Linked DNA regions of Triticum aestivum: region 1 is linked to region 2. The links are chromatin contacts, called in public Hi-C maps. All regions are on one chromosome and are shown on one strand. Each heading gives the region's core, a stretch centred on a gene start, on an enhancer-like site or on the middle of the called end of the contact. The rest is flanking DNA. Distances are from core to core; before and after follow the strand shown.

Region 1 (4,624 bases), core at 2,118-4,617, 39 kb before region 2:
CTCGAATACCCACAAGCCCAACAGATAAGTACCAACACGATTATCTTAAACGCGAACCAACATGTGTTTGGATGATTAGATGGACTGTGGTATTCTCAGCCATCATGTTCAACTCCTGGATTTATTTCAAGATTTCCGATGATATGTATTCAGTGCGAGGAGACGTTTCCGTCAACGATGAGGTGCCTATGATGACTTCGTAAATTTTAAGATGATATGCCAGCTTAATATTTCGGAGGTGCTTATAGGGATATGGTGTGTGTGCGCGTTTTCATAGGGATGAATGTATGCGCGGCATAGATCGCTGGTGCGGGACAGCTCGCGTACGTGAACAACGTGCGCGGCCTCAGATCGCTGATGCGGGAGAGCTCGTGCTGGCGAGCGTGCGGGCAACGCGAGCCGACAGACCGTCAGGAGAGAGCAACGAGGCCATGGCGGTCATCTTCTACAATGGTTAGCTCTCCTTTATACCATCTCTCTCTCTCTCTCTCTCTCTCTCTCTCTCTCTCTCTCTCTCTCTCTCTCTTTCTACCTCTCCTCTCTCTCCACATCTCGATGATCGCAACCGGAGCTGCTGCCGCACGGCCGGAGACGAAGCCGGATGCCGGCGTTGGCGCTCGATGCTCCTGAAGACGGTGCGCCCTTTACTCAAGTCAACGACGCCTCAGTTGCCGTTCGTGTGCAACCCTCGGCGATTCCATCACGCCGGACTCATCATTGGCGGCGACGACACGCCCATGGTGTTGCGCCCTTCACTCAAGACAACGACGACGCCTGGGTTGCCGTTCGGGTGCAACCCCCGGCGATCCCTTCATGCCGGACTCATCACCGGCGACAACACGACGCCCATGGTGGTGCGCCCTTCACTCAAGACGACGGCGATGCCGGGCTTGTCGTTCGTGTGCAACCCCCGGCGCTCCCTTCACGCCAGACTCATCACCGGCGACGACGCGGCGCCCATGGTGGTGCTCCCTTCACTCAAGACGACGGTGACACCGGGCTGTCGTTGGCATGTAGCTCCCGGTGCACTCCTCATCGGCGACTCCCACACGCCGGCATGCCTTGAAGATGACGACGCCGGGGTTGCCTCTCGTGTCGAACCCGCGGTGTCCCTTCACACCGGACTCATCACTATGATCGAGCAAAACTGGCGGATGTCCGAGGCCCTAGGGACCTTGGGGATAAGCGTGATGATCTCGTAGTTTAGACGTGCAAGGTCAATGGATCCAACATAAAATTCCTCAAGATAGCCATCACCTCGGGTTTGAGCACATTCCAGAAGGTCTGGAAGAACCTAACTGGGAGTCCATCCGGACCCGGGGCGGATGTCGGATTCATGCCCTTGATGGCCAACCACACTTCTTCTTCGGAGAATGGGGCCGTGAGGGCCGCATTCTCCTCAGTTGCGATAGGCAAGTGTGCACCCCAGAAATATGGGGCCAGGGATACGCCTCCCCTAGGGGAGGAGGAGAAGAGAGCTTTGTAGAAGCCATTGGCATGTGCGCGGATGTCGGCCGGCCACTGTAAAACGGTGTCACCGTCCCAGAGGAGGGGATGGTGTTATGGCGCCTTCGACCGTTAGTGATGGCTTGGAAGTATGCCGTATTGGCATTACCGATGGCCTGGAAGTACGCCGTGTTATGCCGTATTGGCATCTCCCTTTAGTTGTTTGAATGTTTTACCGGAGCTCTAACAAAATAAATGCCAATTTCATTTTCTAATAATACCTTAAAAGCATTAGTATTAGCACCTAGCGGGAGAAAAAAATCCACTCAAAATAAGTATAACAACTAATTATGTCTAAAAACATATATGTAAAAGATTTGCTCCTTACTTTCAGATACACCAACAAAACTAAAATTTTAATTTCTAACAAAATTAGCAATAAAGATTTGTTTCTTAGGGTCTCCTAGACCCCCTGCATTCCAGAAAAAACTGACATGATAAAAACATGACATATAAACTATATATAGAGCAACTAAAGACATGACACCAATCGAGATATATGAAAATTATCCCTCCCCCTCCTCTACATCATCTTCTTCATCTTCCACGGGAGTCTCTTTTGCAGCAAACAGGGTGAGATCATGGAAGCACACGCAATGTAGGAACCCCAGACTCACCGCCCACTCGCATCCATTGAAGCATCTCACTTTCGATCGAAACCGCCGCCTGCAATTATATGAAAGAAAAGGCTAGTGATTAGCTAACCAACGAAGAGAAAATAGGAGGCGTATGTACGTCGTACATACCATACCTACTTACCAGTCGGCGTTGTTTGGTCTAGACTCGACGTGCTTGTTGACGACCTGGAGCAGGTCCGAGTGTAGTTTTCTGGAACAAGCCGCGGGCCTTGTAGTGTTTGCCTAGTATTCTCTTGTCTAGCTCCAGCAGCACGGGGTACAGCTCCTCCGACAGCTCCTGCTGCCTCTCGTGTAGTTGCAGCAACGAGAGCCTCTGATGACCAACGGACGCAACGCAACACGAGTGAGTACTAGTATGCATGCACGCGCAATGCGAGTCTTTACGTTACATAGTGATTTTGACGAAAATAAGTCATGAAAATAATGGAGAAATGACTCAAGATGAATGTCCATTGTGGATGTACTCGGAATTAGCATAAAAAAGCTTCCCGTGTTCTTACGCGGTCACTATCACATGAATATGTAATTTGCACAAAAATTGGGATACTTATTGCAGAAAACACATTTGGAAAAAAAAATACATATGAACCCACTTCAAAAAACACATTTCTAAATGACAAAAGTTTTTTGAAAAGAAGGTGCACACATTCGTCTCGCCACGTTCTATGTACACATAGAAAGTTTCACGGGAAAACAAAACTTTTTGCATGTGCAAAAAAGACAAGAGAAATACCATGAAACACTATTAAAAGCACTAAAATCTATCTTTTATGCGGACACAATATAAAAAGATATTCTTTTCGTAAAACTTTATTCCCAGCACATATTTTGTGAAGATGCATGGGTGAAATTTTGCTTTGTAATTTTTGACATTTCAAAATATGTTTTAAATTAAAAAAATCAAAAGTTGTTTCATATATACCTCAGGTAGTGCCTTACCCTACCTATTGCTATGTTTTATTGTACTTTCCAGCCAGAAATGCATGCGAGGCAGTGAGCCCATTGTTTGCGCGATGCATTGATTTGATTTGTCTACTTTCTATTTTTATATTGTTCTACTTTTTCACATAGTGTGAGACTTGGTGGTACGGATCACACTTATTTGCCATAGCTCTGCTGGCGTCTGCTTCCGAAAAGGGAAACATTTGTACCCGGCAGACCGGCCGAGTCTTTCGCCCGTCGCTCGCGGGTCGTTGGATCGTGAGAGATCGTGCGTCTCCCGTCGCGCCTCCCTTGTCGCTTGGCGCACGCGTCCCCCCTATGGCCCCACGTGCCCACCCCTTGTTTCTTACTTATCCAACCGACGAAGCCACCAGCCACTCGTTCTCTTCCATTATATCATCTCTCTCGCAACTGAATCTCTCACCTGAGCGCATGAAGCATCCCATCTCCTCTACTCCAGTGCAGCTTTTTCTCCTCGGGGGATGGCTCTGCCCTGAGCCACAACTAGCAGGGGCTGCAGTATGCTCTCGTGCGGCAAAAAGAGGTTGTGTTGCTGCTTGCCTGCTTCGGAAGTCGACGGTTCAGGGTGATGTGCTCGGCTACTCGATGCGTTGCGTGCTACTACAACCTGCAAGTGCGCTGTGCCTTGCGACGAAGAAGAGAGCAAGCCGGAGCTGCAACCATGGCAGCGGGGGATCTACGACGGCGGTACCCAATGCTACAACCGTGATCGAAAAAGCTACATCCGGCTGCACGGGGAGCTGCAACCCTGGCGACGGGGAGCTGCAACAATGATGGTGGCGGATCTGCGACGGCGACGGCTGGTGCTACAACCGTTACGGCAGAAGCTACATCCGGCTGTGGGGGAAGCTGCAACTGTGGCAGCCGGGAGCTGCGACCATGGGGGGTGTAGGGGAGCTGCTACGGTGGTGCCCCCGTGCTACAACTGATTTTTATGCTAACTGGTTGTAGCTTTCTGGATCATCGGTTGTAGCTTTTGCTAAACCGGTTGTATCTTTTTTGAAAATCATTCTGTTCAAGCTTTTTCTTCAAAAATATGTTTCTTTTTGCATCTTTTTCATGAAACCACTGGCTCCAGCCTTTAGAAACACTGGTTGTAGCATTTTGTTCAGCTGGTTGTAGCATTTTTGTTCAAGAATGCTACCACGGGAGTTCATCCTGCTGGACCAGCGATGCTTTTTGCTAAAACCGTAGCCTTTTTTTGCTGCCACCGGTGACTTTTTTGCTACATACATGCACGGCGGTGCTGGTCGACGGCGGCGATGCCTTTTTGCTGCTGTAACCGTTTAGATGTTTTGCTGGAACCGGCGCCCAAATTTGCTACCATCGCCTTTTTGAGTTTGCTGGAAGGAACCGTCCAAAAGCTTTCACCAGATTTGGTTTTTGCTGGAACCCTCTCCAAAAAATGCTAGTGCCGGCTTTTTTTGGCTACAAGCCATGCCGTCGTTTTCCATATGATGCTGCAACCGGCAATGGTGCGGTCGGCCTCCATGGTGCGACGAACTACAACCGAGGGT
Region 2 (4,790 bases), core at 703-3,202:
CCCCAATTATATATAATCATTTAGATTGAAACGTCTATCACAATGCAACTGTAAAGCCAAACTAAAGAAATACATTAGTCTACTGTAGAACTTTCTTCGGCATTAAACAAGTCATGAAAAGGATATCTGTTTTTTCAAGACCATCACAGCTGGCAACTAGTGAGAGCATATGAATTAACACCAGCCACTTTTTTTCAAGTAGCATAATAGACAAAGCAGATTCGGGGTATCAGCACTCTAGTGCATGTTACGTATCCTATGAACAAGGAGCCTGAGAGTTATGAGCACAGGAATCTGCCCTGTTATGACTTATGAGCATAGTTTGAGCTATGTGGAGTCTTGTACACCCTCACTTTTATATATATAAGGTAAATGAATGTCTGTTTAAAGAGGGGGTAAAGGATAGCACAGAAAAGAGAAATTAGCCTCAAGTGGATGAAAATGTTCAAAATGACAGAACAAAGTTTGAGTGGTATTTAAGTGAAACAACATAGTTTAGTGCTATAGAGCTTAAGTCTGTATCTTTTGGCATGACAGCGGACCAACAACTATTCCTATACATAAAGCTTGGCATGGAACCAACACCTGTTCATATAATTAAAGCTTGACAAAGAACCAACAACTATTTCTATAAATGAAGATTGACACGGAACTGACAACTATTTCCAGATATAAAGCTAGACAAAGAAGCAGCAACTATTCTTATAAAAGAAGCCATAAAATGGAATTTGATTCACTGTATTTAGTGCTGAGCATGTGTTTACCTTAGCTCAAGAGGAGTAGCAGCTAAATTGAGAACCATGACAGTAACGGCATTGCAACGAGCTCCTAACATCGCCACAGCAAGTCCACCGATAATAACAGTGGTCCCTGCAATCATCAAAGGCCAAGTTCACATCAAGTTGCTTTGAGAAATATTATGAAAGACTAGCAATATAATTGAAGAAAGACGTAAAATAACTGCACGTCACACAGCAACCACCAGCCTAACGCTGAAACTCAGCAACTTTCAAAAGGATTTTCCTAAGCCACTACATGTAATTGACAGGTGCTTTTTGGTGACAATCCAGCTCTGTAAAATCTTAAACCCAACTATGTTGACGGCAAGAGGGCAGGTAGACAGGACGCACACGATTCAGTTATGAGACCACAACAGGCAAAACACTGAACACATCTGAATGGAGAGCCATCACTTGGGAGGGAGTCCTGGACTCCTGGAGATGTGAACGAACGGCTTATGGCAGCATGGTGCCTGCCGTGCAGCCCTGTGTTTCCCAGGAGCTGAGTCGTGTTGTCCTCGACTATGGCCGCACACGCACACATCGGATCCTATTGTACTGTACTGTATTGCTGCGCCGACACGCCATGCGTATGGAGCAATCGAATCTAGACTCGGTTAACCGCAGATAAATTTTGGTCGACGAGAGGTAGGGGTTTCAGCGCCTGCCAGCCACGTACGTACCGCAGATGGGGAAGACCCCGATGGTGACGCCGAGCGCGGCGGAGAAGGCCAGCTGCTTCGGCTCCGCGCCCCTGCACCGGCCACCGCCGCAACAACAGAAGGCTCGCCATCGTTAGCAGCAGCAATCCATCAAATCGGCGACCAGATGCTAAATAGAAGCGGGCCTCACCTCTGGATGACCTGCAGCAGGGGATCGACGACCCTGGCGTTGAGCCACGCGAGGACCACCGCCATTTCCTCCCCCCTCCGCGCGGATCGGGGCCCGGGTTGGTAGGTTGGTGGGCGGACCGGAGGAGCGAGCGCGAGGGCGGGAGGAGGAGGAGGAGGGGAGGACGGCCTGCGGGCCGGGGACACGGCGGGCGGTCAGGGCGCCGGCGGCGGCGGAGGGGAACGTGGTCGGCCCGCCGTCGTGGTGGGCGCGTGGGAGGAAGAGCTGGGGGTAGAAATGGAAATGGTCAGGCTTCGTGTGTGCGCCACCGGCCAGGAAATCTCTCCCCCTTTTGATATTTTGGGCCCCCGGGGGTAGAACCGTCTTTTCCCGGAAGACTTTTGGCTCGCTAAGCAAAGATACTAAATAAAATGTTATTGTTCCCAACACATTTGGAACGGGGGCACTTTATCCAAGTGGCAAGCTAAGGTGTGCCGTATGATCGGGTAGCGTCTACAGATCAAGAGAAACATTTGGATACAACACAATGGACTAATCGAATCTATTAGGTTCAATCCCCTTTGGTGCGGCGATTAGAGTTGTTAGAAAATCGCTTGTCGATCTAACATTTCATCGTAATGAGATGCATATACATGGTATTATGATGGTGCGGACAATTTATTGATTAGCCCGTGGTTGGTCCGCTTTGCGTGTGTTTTGACATTTCCGCTTCTTGATTTCGACTTTCGACAATTTAGACTTTTGTGCACCAGCGCTTTGAATGGTGGAGGTGGACAGAAACAAGGAAGGGAATGGTACTTTGGTGCTATGGGGAGATCACTTGGTGGTATTTCCTGAAGCCGTGATATGCGAAGCTTTTCTTCTTGAAATATAAAGACTTAGTGCCAAGACTATTTTCTTTCTCACTTTAGCTACATGTAGGTCGCCTGAAAATTAGTTTTGGGTCAATCGATTTTTGGGCCGTTGATTTTTGCTTTAAGATTCGTGTACGTTTTTTGTTCTCCTGGGTTATTCTGTGTGCTCCAGGTAGCGATGCGTGGATCCATGCCCGGACACCACACAAAAAGGTAGGCAGGTCATGACTGAATTTCCCTGTCGTGGTACTACGTAAGTAGTTGGTGTTTTTTTGTCAACAATGGCAGGTCATGGTCTAGGCATTAATTACCCCGATGAGCCAGATTTGATTCGCTATGAAGCTAGCATTGTACGCAAATGATTCTTCCTATCAATGGACATCGTCCGTGAAAACGATGCTACTAAGCTCCTCATGTGGGACAAGTTTAACCGGTAGAGTAGAGTTTTAGTCGTTTTGCAGTGTGGAAGGTTGCCGCATGATCGATCCATCGTGATGGGCAAACACTAGCAAATACTACGGGAGTATATGAGAATATGTGAATGAATTGAAGTCCACTGAAAGTTTGATGCTCATATTTCAGATATGAGATTGCAGAAATCAACACATCTATTTTCACTGAAAGAGAAGAGATAATCTGATACTTGAACTATGCCTTGCAAGCCACCACACATATTGTGATAGTACCTGAAAGTTTCAAATTTTGAGAAGGGTCGTACAGAGCATTACTAAGCAATCATGTTAGAAATATACTGGGGGAAAACACATGAATTACACAAAAAATTGCTAGAGCAAGCCCCTTGATATTTCCGAGTGATAAGTACATGTTTCTATTCATGGTGATAGACACTCGTTCTGGTAGTGAAAGGTATCTTTAGCACAAAAGTGGAACCTTTATTTGTTCTTACTTTGGTCCTAACAAAAATAGTTGGAAGTTACCCCCTTCAAATGTAGAAGATTGTTAAACAAAAAAAGATCAATCATGGCCAATGGATCACAAACTACCAACTAGCAAAACATACCTTTATTGAAATTGTAGTTATTTATCTATCTTTTATCCATAACATTGCTATCAAAATTAAGCGAGAAAATGTGGGCCATTATTGTTTTCGCCGATGCCTTGATCAGAAGTTAGAACATAGGTACTAGCTTAATGCACCATAAAGTGATAATTTTTAATTGTAATGAGCAACACAGAGGACACAATCTAGGACACCGTTTACCCCCAAATTGTAATTAAGTAAAAAAAACAGAGCATTGCATTAAGCAAAGTGATATAATGTTGATAGTATATTATCTTTACCTCTAGTTCATCACCGAGACAACTAGGGAAATATATTTTTATCCTTAGTGGCATAACACAATACACACCTTTTCTCTTTCTATCACTGAAACAAATTACTTTCAAGGTTAAACCCAACTAATATACACAAGTCTCCATTGGAGATCAATCATCTAAATATGGCTAGTGTAATAATAATAGATTAGAGATCATATATGTATATAAATCATGTATCGAAGACCTCATACGAATAATCCCCCAAAAAATCAAATATAATTTGAGTGAAAATTCATCACGCTGCAATAAAACACACCAATAATTACATGGATCACAATCATGTAGGACATGTAGGACATTTGATGTGATTTTTTTACTGAGAAACATGGGAGAGAGGATGCCAGTTAACTACTTTTACAAACCCATAGTCCAAGGAGGACTACCCACAAATGGAGATGGTGGAAGCAACGTTTGTGAAGATAGCTTTGATAGTGATTCCTCCTTCGACATACTACGAAAGAGGCCACCAGATTGGTAGGGATTTTTAGATCAATATAAAAACAGAGGCATCAGGGGGTGGTGGAAAGGAGGACCAAGCCCCACATGGCGCCACCTCATGACCCAGGGGCGCCACCTCGTGACCTCTGGTGTTTCTGGCTCTTCACTTGAAACTCCCTCTCGTATTTTCCTTCATTTTTCGGTCCCTGAAACAATGTTTTTCTAAAAAGTCAAAAATCATGCATAAAATAACTACTGACACTAGACACTGGAGTAATAGGTTAGTCCAAAATTGATAAAAAATATGCCAAAGTGATGCAATAATGATATAAGTAATATAAACATAGCAAACATTATTGATACATTTGAGACATATCAATGCGCCAGGGTGTACAACAACATCACCGAAGAACTATACAAAAGGCGCACCTCAGAGTCTTCCAGTAGTGCATTTCCTTGGAACAAGGAAAGAAAATTCTCCAGAAGATTCACTCAATAGTTTGCAAAACATTTCGTCAAGGTTTTTATT

Evidence for each region. A called contact is a pair of places that touch in the nucleus more often than the background predicts.
Region 1: a contact with region 2 is called in a Hi-C map of leaf, with 3 times the contacts expected there. The contact joins the enhancer-like site here to the promoter of LOC123183356 in region 2. A contact is called at or near these places in 2 of 5 Hi-C or Micro-C datasets (both in leaf).

Annotation. Positions count from the first base shown.
Region 1 is chr1D:489,854,549-489,859,172 of IWGSC CS RefSeq v2.1, reverse strand. No RefSeq gene overlaps it. Among protein-coding and RNA genes, the nearest start is that of LOC123178742, 18 kb to the left of the region's middle. Within about 2 kb of position 3,367, at least 1 of the 8 cell types and tissues checked has an H3K27ac peak or open chromatin away from gene starts, as enhancers often do. A contact at or near this core is called in leaf, where this site is marked.
Region 2 is chr1D:489,813,915-489,818,704 of IWGSC CS RefSeq v2.1, reverse strand. LOC123183356 reads right to left here and starts at 1,952. Exons shown (of 6, transcript XM_044596148.1): 1 at 1,632-1,952; 2 at 1,463-1,533; 3 at 765-870. The coding sequence starts at 1,696.